Regions from separate parts of the Gossypium hirsutum genome. Here region 1 is linked to region 2. Evidence: chromatin contacts called from public Hi-C data. All regions are on one chromosome and are shown on one strand. Each heading gives the region's core, a stretch centred on a gene start, on an enhancer-like site or on the middle of the called end of the contact. The rest is flanking DNA. Distances are from core to core; before and after follow the strand shown.

Region 1 (5,328 bases), core at 1,647-4,146, 170 kb before region 2:
TTATGATTCATGAAGACTAATTTTTATTATTATTTGTGATCGTCTCTCCTAACAACATCGTCTTTAAAGTTTAAATCGATATTCTTCTATTAGAAGTACAATGTGGCATACCATTATCAAACTATAATAAGAGTTAGTTGATTATGAAAAAATAACACTGAGCTAAGTTAATAATATAAAAAATGAGTTAATACAAAGTTTAATGACTTTAAATTTGGTCAAATTTCGCTATTAGTTCTTTTACTATGCATAAGTTGTGGATTTAGTTATTATATTTTAATTCGGTCAATTTTAGTCCTTGTATTTTTTGTATTTTCAAATTTCAGTCTTGACCCAAATGGTAGCACTTAAATCTATTTGGTTAAATTATGCTATTAGTCTTGATTTAATCTATATTCTCCAATTTGACCATTCTTAATTCCTATACTTTTTGTTTTGAAATTTTAGCATTCACGCAAACAATAGTTATCCCATTAACTCACCTTTTTTAGAACAATGTGTGGAAATAATAAATCATACATCAGTACATATATGATAATATGTTTATCGTGTATGATTTTATAAATGATATAATTTAATAAATTTGATAATTACCCAAAATTTAAATTCCATAATTGAAAAACTTGAGGAAAAAATTATCAAAATAAAATAAAAGAATCAAAATCACAACTTATACACAATATAAAGACTAATAGTAGAATTTGGCCGTACTTAAAAATCACTGAACTTTGTCAACAAACTAATTATTATTTGTTAAATGTTCTGCTTCATTCAGTTGATGTGTGGTTTGGCTCGGTTTGACATTGTTCTTGTGTTGCGGACATCAAAGCAATAGAACAAACAAAAGATACATCTCTCTGATGGGCCTAATGAAGGCTTTGGGGAAGAAACTGTCTTGCGAGCTTCGTGTAGGTAAGTATATATACTTATATGATTTTAGCTGATTGAGTTATGCTCAAGTTCAAGTCAAATTTTCGTGTAAAAATACCGACACTTATAGCCACATAGGTACACTTCCTTCCTCACTAATCGGTGTTCTCTTCTGGCATCAACAATACATTGATGAACTAACTTGCTTGCAACTAATCTTGTATCTTTTAGTTAAATTTTTACTTTTAGGTGTGGACATAACAATTCTTTTGTGATTTTAAAAAACTTTGTGAATTAACTCGAGTTACAGGCGTAGTTTTTGATTGTGTTAACCGTACCTTTTGGCGTAATAAATTATTCCTTATTTAGGGATCAAATTAATTATTAAGCAGTCAAAATCGTAACAGGTATTCCAAAAATTATTCTGGTAATAGGATTATCTCTGGTAGAATTACTCTGTGGAAGTACTAGTGTGGCACAATCCGTTTTGACCCATTTTTATAATTTATGCACTTTTGTATTATCCATTTTTACTGATATATTTATGTTAAAATATTTCCTAATATTATGTAAGTACGACATTTCTCGTTAAATATAAAACATAACTATATTGTAACTAATAATTTATTTGTTGGGGAGGAACAACCTAAACCCATACAGTTTAGAGTTATTATCTTATGGTAGGTTTAGAAATTAGTTGAAGATGATAGTAAGAATATGAAAATGAGTATTCAAACAACATGAATTCCTGTTTATATGAAAATGACAGTAGTCCACCCACCATAATTTAAATGAAAATACCACAATGACACAATCCATAGGTCAAATCACATATATGATAACTATAAACCAGCATCCATAATCATTTGCCGATATCTTTGCTTTGCTGACATTCTTCTTTGTCATCATGATCAAAATATTACGCTAGAATCCACCACAAATTTAACAGTTTAATGAACATGAAAAAGAAATAAGGTCAATGGTTGAAGACAGTCCCATAAAAAAGTAGAAAATTGTTTTAGTAGCAGCCTCTAAATGTGAAAGTAATAAGAAAATGTGGAGGAAATTAATAAAGAACTAAGGAAGTGAAATCTTCATGTTGACACAGTTGTGTCAGCCGTGTTGAAATGAATGAAAAAGGTACGCGGCATATTGTTGAAAATTATAATCATATCCTACTTTCCTAAGCAGAAAATAAATGGAAACTTGGATGAAAGTTAGTGTTGTTTTCTTCGGTTTTCGGACACTGTTCCATTCAAACAACAACAACAATGTAAACGAGACGAAGATGGTCCACTTGTTTTTAATTGTTACTGAATGCTAATTAATAATTCCATACAACATTTACTAAGAAACCAAACAAAACGCGGTATAGAGTAGGATTATTTTATTACTAGCGCCAACTTCTTCCCTTCAGAAATGTCAAAACAGTAGTGCTTTAGGGACGCTTTAATAATGCTTAAAAAAATATTTCGAGTTTCAACAATATTTTTTAAAAGAAAAGTTGTGTTAAATAAATTACTTTTCGTTAAAATTTTTTATTTGTCAGAAATATATTTCAAAAGCATATCTAAAAAGTAGAAGTTAAAACTTTTAGTTTTTCATCTCTCAAAAATATTTTTAGTTGTTAATTATTTTTTCAACTCTCTAATAACAGAGTACTTTCCCTTTTTTGGTGTTTAATTACAAATGTGTTAAAATCATTAATTAAAAATAAAAAAATATTTTTTAAAATATTAATTACAAATATTTAAAATATAATTTATATATTCTAATTAATTTTATAAATAATTAATATTTATTACTTAAAAATATTTAAAATTTATATTTCATATATTAAAATATTAACAACAAATTATAATAATTTTTTTATAATCTTACTAAAATATAATAATATTAACTAATTTCAATACTAATCTTTTCAAAACAACTGTACATTTCTACAACATTTTAAAAAAATATTGCCAGTATATTTTTCCTTGAGTGGGCCTTCTTATATTTCTTGATCCCATCTTCTCTCATGTCATTCATGTCCCATCCTTTTCATTGCCTTAATTTCATCTTTTATTCACGCCACTTATTTCATATATTTTTCTCATCTATCCTCACGGTAAAGGAGGATTCAGGTGTATATTTGTCCGGACGGGGTTTATTTTTACTGTTTCTTGTCTGGGTTTCACTTTTCATTGATTGTTTCTACCCTTTGTTGTATTAAAATTCCATCTCTTTATCTTCATTTGTTATATATTTTGCTTTTTCTTCTCCATTTTCCACTCCTAGGCACCAAGACTTTTCTGGGTCCATTTTCTTTCTCTGATTTCTTCCTACTTTTACTCGTTCCTCGTTCAAAATTCAGTTTTTCTCCTTGGGTTCATAAGTCAAATGTGAAGTAAAGGTTGCAACTTGATAGAACAAATTTGAGGGTAACAGGAAAATTTTTTGATTTTGATAAAAACTTAGACATGAAGTGTTTTTCTATCTTCATCAAGGACAAATCAAAGAAGAAGAAAAGAGAATCAAGAACTGCTCCTGAACTGAGAAACCAAAGTAAATCGGATAATTCAGCCCTGAGTCAGACTCGGACATCATCAAGGTCTTTGCCATCTCCAAGGAGCATACCAGAGCTGTACAAAGAAAAAGAGCATAATTTGAGAGTTTTCTCTTTACAAGAGTTGAGGGATGCCACACATGGTTTCAACAAGTTGTTAAAGATCGGTGAGGGTGGTTTTGGGGGTGTTTATAAGGGAAGTATTACTCCTCCAAATGGTCGAGGTGACCCTATAGTTGTTGCTATCAAGAAGCTCAACACCCAGGGTTTACAGGTACTTGCTGCAAAACCATTTTCTTCCTTTAAATTTGTCTGAAAATTCAGCACTGTAATAGTGATCTGAAAATTGAACGTGGATAATGACAATAAATCGTAAAAAAGAGAGAAAATAGAACACATAATTTTAATAGGAAATTGGCTCACACAACTCTTGACTTACACCTCTAAATCTAGTGAATAAGTACTGTTCATGTGCTGTAAGGCTGATTGCAACAATGATTGGACCATGATACTAATAATAATCTTGTAATGATCCAAAATATTTTGATCTCAGACAAAGATACCGTCAGCCATTCTTACTTTGGACCATGAGATGTTTCTCTGTCTGTTTGTCTGTCTAGTAGCTTCCAATATCACTTTATTTTGAGAATCGTTTCTATTTCTTATGGTATTTTGGAGTAACCACATGTAGGGTCATAAGGAATGGCTTGCGGAGGTTCACTTTCTCGGAGTCGTTAACCATCCAAACTTGGTAAAACTTTTAGGATATTGTTCGATAGACGGAGAAAGAGGGATTCATAGGTTGCTGGTGTACGAATACATGCCTAACCGGAGCTTAGAAGAACATCTTTTTAAGAGGACACCAACTTTACCTTGGAAAACAAGGTTAGAGATTATGCTTGGTGCAGCACAAGGCTTGGCTTATCTACATGAGGGATTGGAAGTCAAGGTACATTCCTCTTTTATTCATATCACTTCATTAACGATGGTTATCTCTGATCTGCCTTGTGGCTATTTGTACAGGTGATATATCGAGATTTCAAGTCCTCAAATGTGCTCTTGGACGAAAGTTTTAAGCCAAAGCTCTCAGACTTTGGGCTTGCAAGGGAAGGGCCAACGGGTGATCGTACTCACGTATCCACTGCGGTAAGTAGATACTGAATTCGGACTTAATTCAATGTCTGCGAAGCATCTTCATTGTATCCTTCTTGGTTGGCTCCACTGTTCCGCTTTTCACTGACTGTCAATATCTTTTTAAGTGGTGCATTAGTAGCACTAACATAGCTCTTTAGCGCATTAGGCACTCATTATCACTAGGATACTAAATAAATGGTTTGTTTTCTTTTGTTAAAGGTGGTCGGAACATACGGATATGCTGCCCCAGAATATGTGAAAACAGGCCATCTCACAATTCAAAGTGATATATGGACTTTTGGGGTGGTACTTTATGAGATCCTCACAGGGAGGCGAGCAGTGGAAAGGAACCGGCCAGCATTGGAGCAGAAGCTGTTAGATTGGGTGAAAGAGTTCCCTCCTGATAGTAAAAAGTTCAGGTTGCTAATGGACCCTCGACTTGGTAACAGTTACTCTTTTAGTGCAGCGCAAAAGGTAGGAAAGTTGGCTAATAGCTGCCTAAACAAAAATGCCAAGGAAAGACCAACAATGAGCGAAGTGGTAGAGAGCTTGAAGCAAGCAATACAAGAACCAGGAGGAAGCTCTTCAGCCAACAAGGCTCCTCCTCTTACACCCTCATCGAGAAACGGGGGGAAATAAACATACTTCTGATCTGATGTTTTAGCAGATAACCAATTAAGAAAGCATATATTAGCGACTAAGATGTCTTTTGCTTTTGTTTCACTGGTTTGAACTATGAATCCGTGGATATTTCACTGTGAATGAGAACCCTTTTC
Region 2 (5,430 bases), core at 1,317-3,816:
TGCCAAGTGAGGGAGGCCAAGCAGTCATTGCTTGATCACTTCTATATACAACTGGGCAAAAAGGAGGTACCAATAATCTTTACTCCTGCATTTTCCCTCACATGCACATACATTCATTTCGACACATCCATGTGTCATCCGCTCGGTAATTTGATTGGAACGGGTTCCATTCAAACTGTTGTTGATTAGTTTTCATTATTTTCTTGAAGGGCAAGCAGCTGGCACAGTTACTGGATGAAGATCCTGCATTGATGGAAAGGAGGCAACAATGTGTCAAGAGGCTTGAGTTATACAAATCTGCGAGGGATGAGATTGATTCAGTCTTGTGGGCCAGATGAAACCCACCCGACTGCCTGCTAAGAAACCGTTTGCATCACAGCTAAAAAACAAGGGAGATTCTGGAGAAGGTTTAAGTTCTTGAATTTTCAGCTTTCATTTGTTGCATTTTCTTGTGCAGCTTCTGTTTCACCCAGCCAAACCTAAACATTTCTAAAAGATTGGTCTATGCTTGGTTACTGTTTTCTTAAACCAGAGTCATCGTTCTAAATCCTTTTGTAGAAATGTTAAGTAAATAGTATCTCCATAGTGAATCTGAAATTTTAGTCCTTTTCCTGAAAGTACGGTGTTAAAGAATGAACGAGTAAAAATACACACTATTGCAGTAATGATATGAACATAGGCAACGGAAGTAATCGATGTATATAGTTCATCAAATCTAATTTGGGTACATGTGGGGCAAAATTATTAACCAAATAAAGTTCTTGCTCCTAAATTGCTTCCGAATTCAAGCTCAAGCTGCTGTTTTCAAAGAATCTCCTTTCTTATCAAGCTCCTCTAAGGCCGACCATAACTTCGGATCCTCATAATCCTTTACAAGCATAGTAGGATTGGCTTCCATAAGTACATTTTCAGGATTTCTGGTTGTCAACCCCACAACAGGCATTCCAGCTGCAACTCCTGCTCTTATCCCTGATGCAGAGTCCTGGACGATGAAAAAAACAGAGCAAGTTTTCAAATTCTGAGTTCGTATTTGCTAGTTTTTTTTTATACTGAAAACATAGTTGGGAAACTGAACGCATACCTCACATATAAATGTGTGATCCTTTGACACCTTGAGTAGTTCAAGTGCCTTCAAGTAAGGGTCTGGGTATGGTTTGGCATGCTCGCACTCGCTTCCTACAATAACAACATCAAAGAAATCCTTGAGCCCAAGTTTTGAGATCATGAGTTCAGCATTAGGTCTTGGAGCATTAGTAACAGCAGCTTTCTTCAACCCATGATCTTCAATCCATTTCGTTAGTTTATATAATCCGTTTATAGGTGGCAACTTGTCTGAGGCCAACCTGTTCATCCACACAAAGTATTAACACAACTAATGCTACGTGGCAAACTGGAAAACTTGAATACAGTCGCAGAAGAAGCAAATGCATTTTTACCTCCGAAACATGGCTTCCTTATCTTCACAGAACTTTTCGCCCATCGGTAAATCATCAGGGAAGAGAGTAGCAGCAATATCATCATTGTGCCTCCCAGCAATGTTTTTGATAAAGAATTCTTCATCAATTGGAACTCCATTGTTGAAACCAATCTGTTATAACACAATAGGAATTACTAAAAGTAACCCAAACAATTCTCAGGTTTGTAAAAGTCCAATTCAGGCAGAGAGCATGCTTGAAATTGTTTAGAAAACTATGCTTTACAGAAAAAAACAAACACCTCTAGGAGCATTTCTTGAAAGGCTTGGTGGTGGATAGGATCCGAGTCACATAAAGTTCCATCAACATCAAATAATACTGCTTCCAAAGGAGCAAGATCAGGAATAGATTTATTGCTGCATTTCAAAAAAGTAACAAAATTAAGACAACCGTATTGAAAATCCATGCATATGTAAACAATCACAAACACATTAAAAAAATTAAAATATATATAGAGAGAAAAGAGATCTTGACCTCAGGGTAGTAAAACGTACGATTTAAAATGACCAGAGTAGTAGAACATACAATCAAATAAAAACAAAGATCATTTTCGGCCTAATAAAAAGAACAACAAGAACCCAGATTGCTACGTTGGATCAATGTTAAAACGAAAAACTGAAAACAACCCATCTCAAGTCCAATATATATATCGAATGAAAGCACACAAACAAGAGAAGAAAGAAGGAAACAGAATTTGCTTACCTCTGAAGAGAATTTTCACCAGCCGTCATTGTTATAGTTGGGGGGGGGGAATCAGGTTTTTGGAAGAGATGGGCTTAGAATTGGAGATCGAAGTGAAGGTGGTGATGAATATATAAAGACGAAAATTTGAGAGAGGGAATGTACCAAGGAATCGAGAAATGGGCAAGGGGAATAAAATAAGGAGTGGGAAGGTGTTTTCGGTATTTGGAAAGAGCACCAGGTTCAGGTTCAGGTTCGGGTTCGGGTTCGGGTTCTTCACTTTTAGTTAGAATAGATGGAAAAGTCACATTTGAATGAGCAACTCGGCACCACCTATTAGTTTTGAACTTTCCTGGAAATTTGGGATCCTCAAAAACAAACCAACCAGCTCGCCACTTAGCTGAGGGCTGCCTACCACACACATGAATATGTATTTGCCATGTGCCACACATCAATATTATATGTATATTTATTATTATTTACTTATAAGTATTACTTTTTGTTTCACTTTTTAACACGTTTCTGCTTATTCTACTCTTTTTAGCCTCCATTAAAAAATTATTTTATATTTCATGAACATATAATTTTGTTTAATAAAAATAATAGGAGATAAATCTTAAAATTACATATGAACATTTGTTTAATGTATAATTTTATACATTAAATTTTGATTTATCCAATTTTCATAAGATTTTAAAATAAATATCAATAAAATATTATTTTATGTTTATATATTATATACATAAATAATGATATTTATTTAATATAAAAAATAAATTGATGTATGCAGTTGAATCAAATTTGAATCACAATTAAAATTTTATTTATATAGTTATAGATTAAATTAAGGTTCATATATAAATTTGAGATTTGTTGTTAATTAAAAAAAATTTTAGAATTAATATATTCTATGAATAAGAAATGATTGAATACTACTACTTGTGATGAAGTAAGATGGAAAAGTAAGAGGAATCACAAATGGTTACGTCCTCTCACATTTTATTCTATTAAGAAACCAACAAAAATGTAAGAAGAAAAGGGTTGAAGGTGAATTAAGTCAGTATGGCAAAATTTTAAATAGTTCCTTTTTATAAATTTGACAACGTGAGGCTTAAAAGTCCATTGGTTTGGGCTTTAGCCAACATTAAGACCGGGCCCTGCACAGTTGAATTGATTTTTTGTTTTGTACGGATTGGATTTGGATGGGCTGTTCTTCATTTCTCATATAATTCGAAGGGAAAAGAAAACATATATATATAAAAAAATTGAATTTATCTTCTCTTTTTTCCTGAAAATCCCTTGTAATTGACCTTAAATAATGCTTGTTTGCTAAGTTGAATTTTAACAAATTTTGACTATTTTCGTCTGACAGCCGTTGGTCTTAGAACTTGGGTTGATATTGTGGGGAAAACATTTTGTTCTAATGTTTGGTTTCCTAGAAAATGCACATTAGATCATTTTGGGAACTTACATACAAAACCACAAACTAGCAATTAAACACATTGGCAATTTAAAGGATGAGAAATGTAAGTTTTAGATTAAATGAGAGAAAAGGACAAAAGAATTGTGGGGGTTATGTTTAGCTTAGATTAATTGTTGGGGTGTAGGACTAATTCAAGCAATGGAAGCTCTTTTCTTCTGTTATAAAGTTTACATTTCCTGCCTTTTGGTGCTTAGCCCGGTACAGAATTAAGGTGCTCAACCATTTTCTTTGTTCTTTATAATTGAGTCTGTGATTTTTTAACCTTTGTCTGTACAAGACTTTTGTACATTTTCCGTATAAAATAAATTTAACTTTCGATAAAATAAAATACAAGTACAATTACTTTAGTTTTTCCTCTACTAAACTTTTTTTGTCTTTTAGTTATATCATTGTATTCTTTTATAAATATACAAATAATTAACGTGGAAGAATCAAAGAAATAACATACCTCAACATCATGCATGCATGTCTGTATACATCTATATATTTGTGCAGTGAACTATTTGCAGAAGGTTTTAACTCTATTCTTTTCACCGCTGAAATCTGTTTCCTTCCAAATCCAAATAAATTAATAGAAAAAGAAAGAAGAGAAAAGTATATTAATTAAAGACCGGTATTCGGCAGCATCACATCATACTCTACTTTCGAAACTGCAAATGGGAGATAATATATTCTATTTACTTTTCATGCTACTATTATTTACACACAACACATAAAATAAACAAGGCTTGGGATCATTAAAAAACTTTCCACCAAATTAATGCTTATAATATACTTTATGGTAAATAATGTAATGTTGGACTGATTTGAGCATAACATAGCGTATTGCAGTGTCGTTTTACAAACATTAATCATAAAGTACATTTAGGATATGATTAAAGAAACCCTTACATAAGATTGTTGGACTGACCTATAAGGTTTTAGCTTTCAATTGAATGATGTATGACAGGCAACTGCAATACATATTACAACTTGCTGATTTATACCAAGGATTTTTTTATTTTAACAAAATGGATTACATGTCACAGCTGATGTGGGTGGGGGGTTCAATGGATATCTTCACGTTGGGTCTATGTTGGCGTGCTGTGTCAGCATCATTTCTTCCTCCCTTCTCTCATCACACTTTCAATTTCCAGCTTGGCCTACATTCCTTCCTATGAAAACAAGTTATATATTATAACATACCTTTTATTTTCAGTCCAGCTACCAATCCAAACCTTAACCTCTATTTAACTAGTTAGTGTAATCATCCTTAAATCGAATCCAAATATTTACAATCTCTTGCAAGATTAAGGTTTGATAAAGGATTTACAATAATATAAAATCATGAATAAACTTTAGTGGTGTGTTTTCCAAGCATATTATATACATATATGCTATAGTTCTTTTTGTATTATATAAACAATATATTATTTCTTTTACATTCTTTTTAAGACAACCCTTCATAGTTTTAGCAACACGCTGGGAGACAAAACGTAGAGAGATGGGGGTGTTTGCTTTACATCTTCCACCCTCCTTCAAGAAATCACAAACCATGTGGTCATTATCCAATTAGAACCCCATGAAATAAAATAATGGCTAAAATAGCTACGGTTCTTAAACTATGGAAAAGCACCAAACTCTCCTCCATCCTATATTCTCATTCAAAGTAATTGAAGTCATCTTTTCAACTTTCAGCCCCCTCTCTCTTGTTAGGTAAGTAAAGGTCAATAAGATAAATAACCTGCTGTCATGGTCAAATAAGCTTTGCATGTACAAATTAGAAAATGTTTAGAGAATCAAACAAAATGT

Evidence for each region. Hi-C and Micro-C count contacts between places; a contact is called where the count stands out from the background.
Region 1: a Hi-C map of leaf shows a contact between it and region 2, with 2.5 times the contacts expected there. The contact joins the promoter of LOC107946706 here to the promoter of LOC107946716 in region 2. A contact is called at or near these places in 4 of 34 Hi-C or Micro-C datasets (all in leaf).

The regions. Positions count from the first base shown.
Region 1 is chrD12:57,064,183-57,069,510 of Gossypium_hirsutum_v2.1, reverse strand. LOC107946706 (probable serine/threonine-protein kinase PBL19) reads left to right here and starts at 2,896. Exons shown (of 4, transcript XM_016881141.2): 1 at 2,896-3,692; 2 at 4,110-4,367; 3 at 4,442-4,564; 4 at 4,772-5,328. The coding sequence starts at 3,333. The coding sequence ends at 5,191.
Region 2 is chrD12:56,893,718-56,899,147 of Gossypium_hirsutum_v2.1, reverse strand. LOC107946716 (haloacid dehalogenase-like hydrolase domain-containing protein Sgpp) reads right to left here and starts at 2,566. Exons shown (of 5, transcript XM_016881150.2): 1 at 2,178-2,566; 2 at 1,717-1,831; 3 at 1,437-1,588; 4 at 1,082-1,343; 5 at 679-982. The coding sequence starts at 2,206. The coding sequence ends at 791. LOC107946714 (dynamin-related protein 1E) reads left to right here. Exons shown (of 15, transcript XM_016881149.2): 14 at 1-66; 15 at 210-617. The coding sequence ends at 338.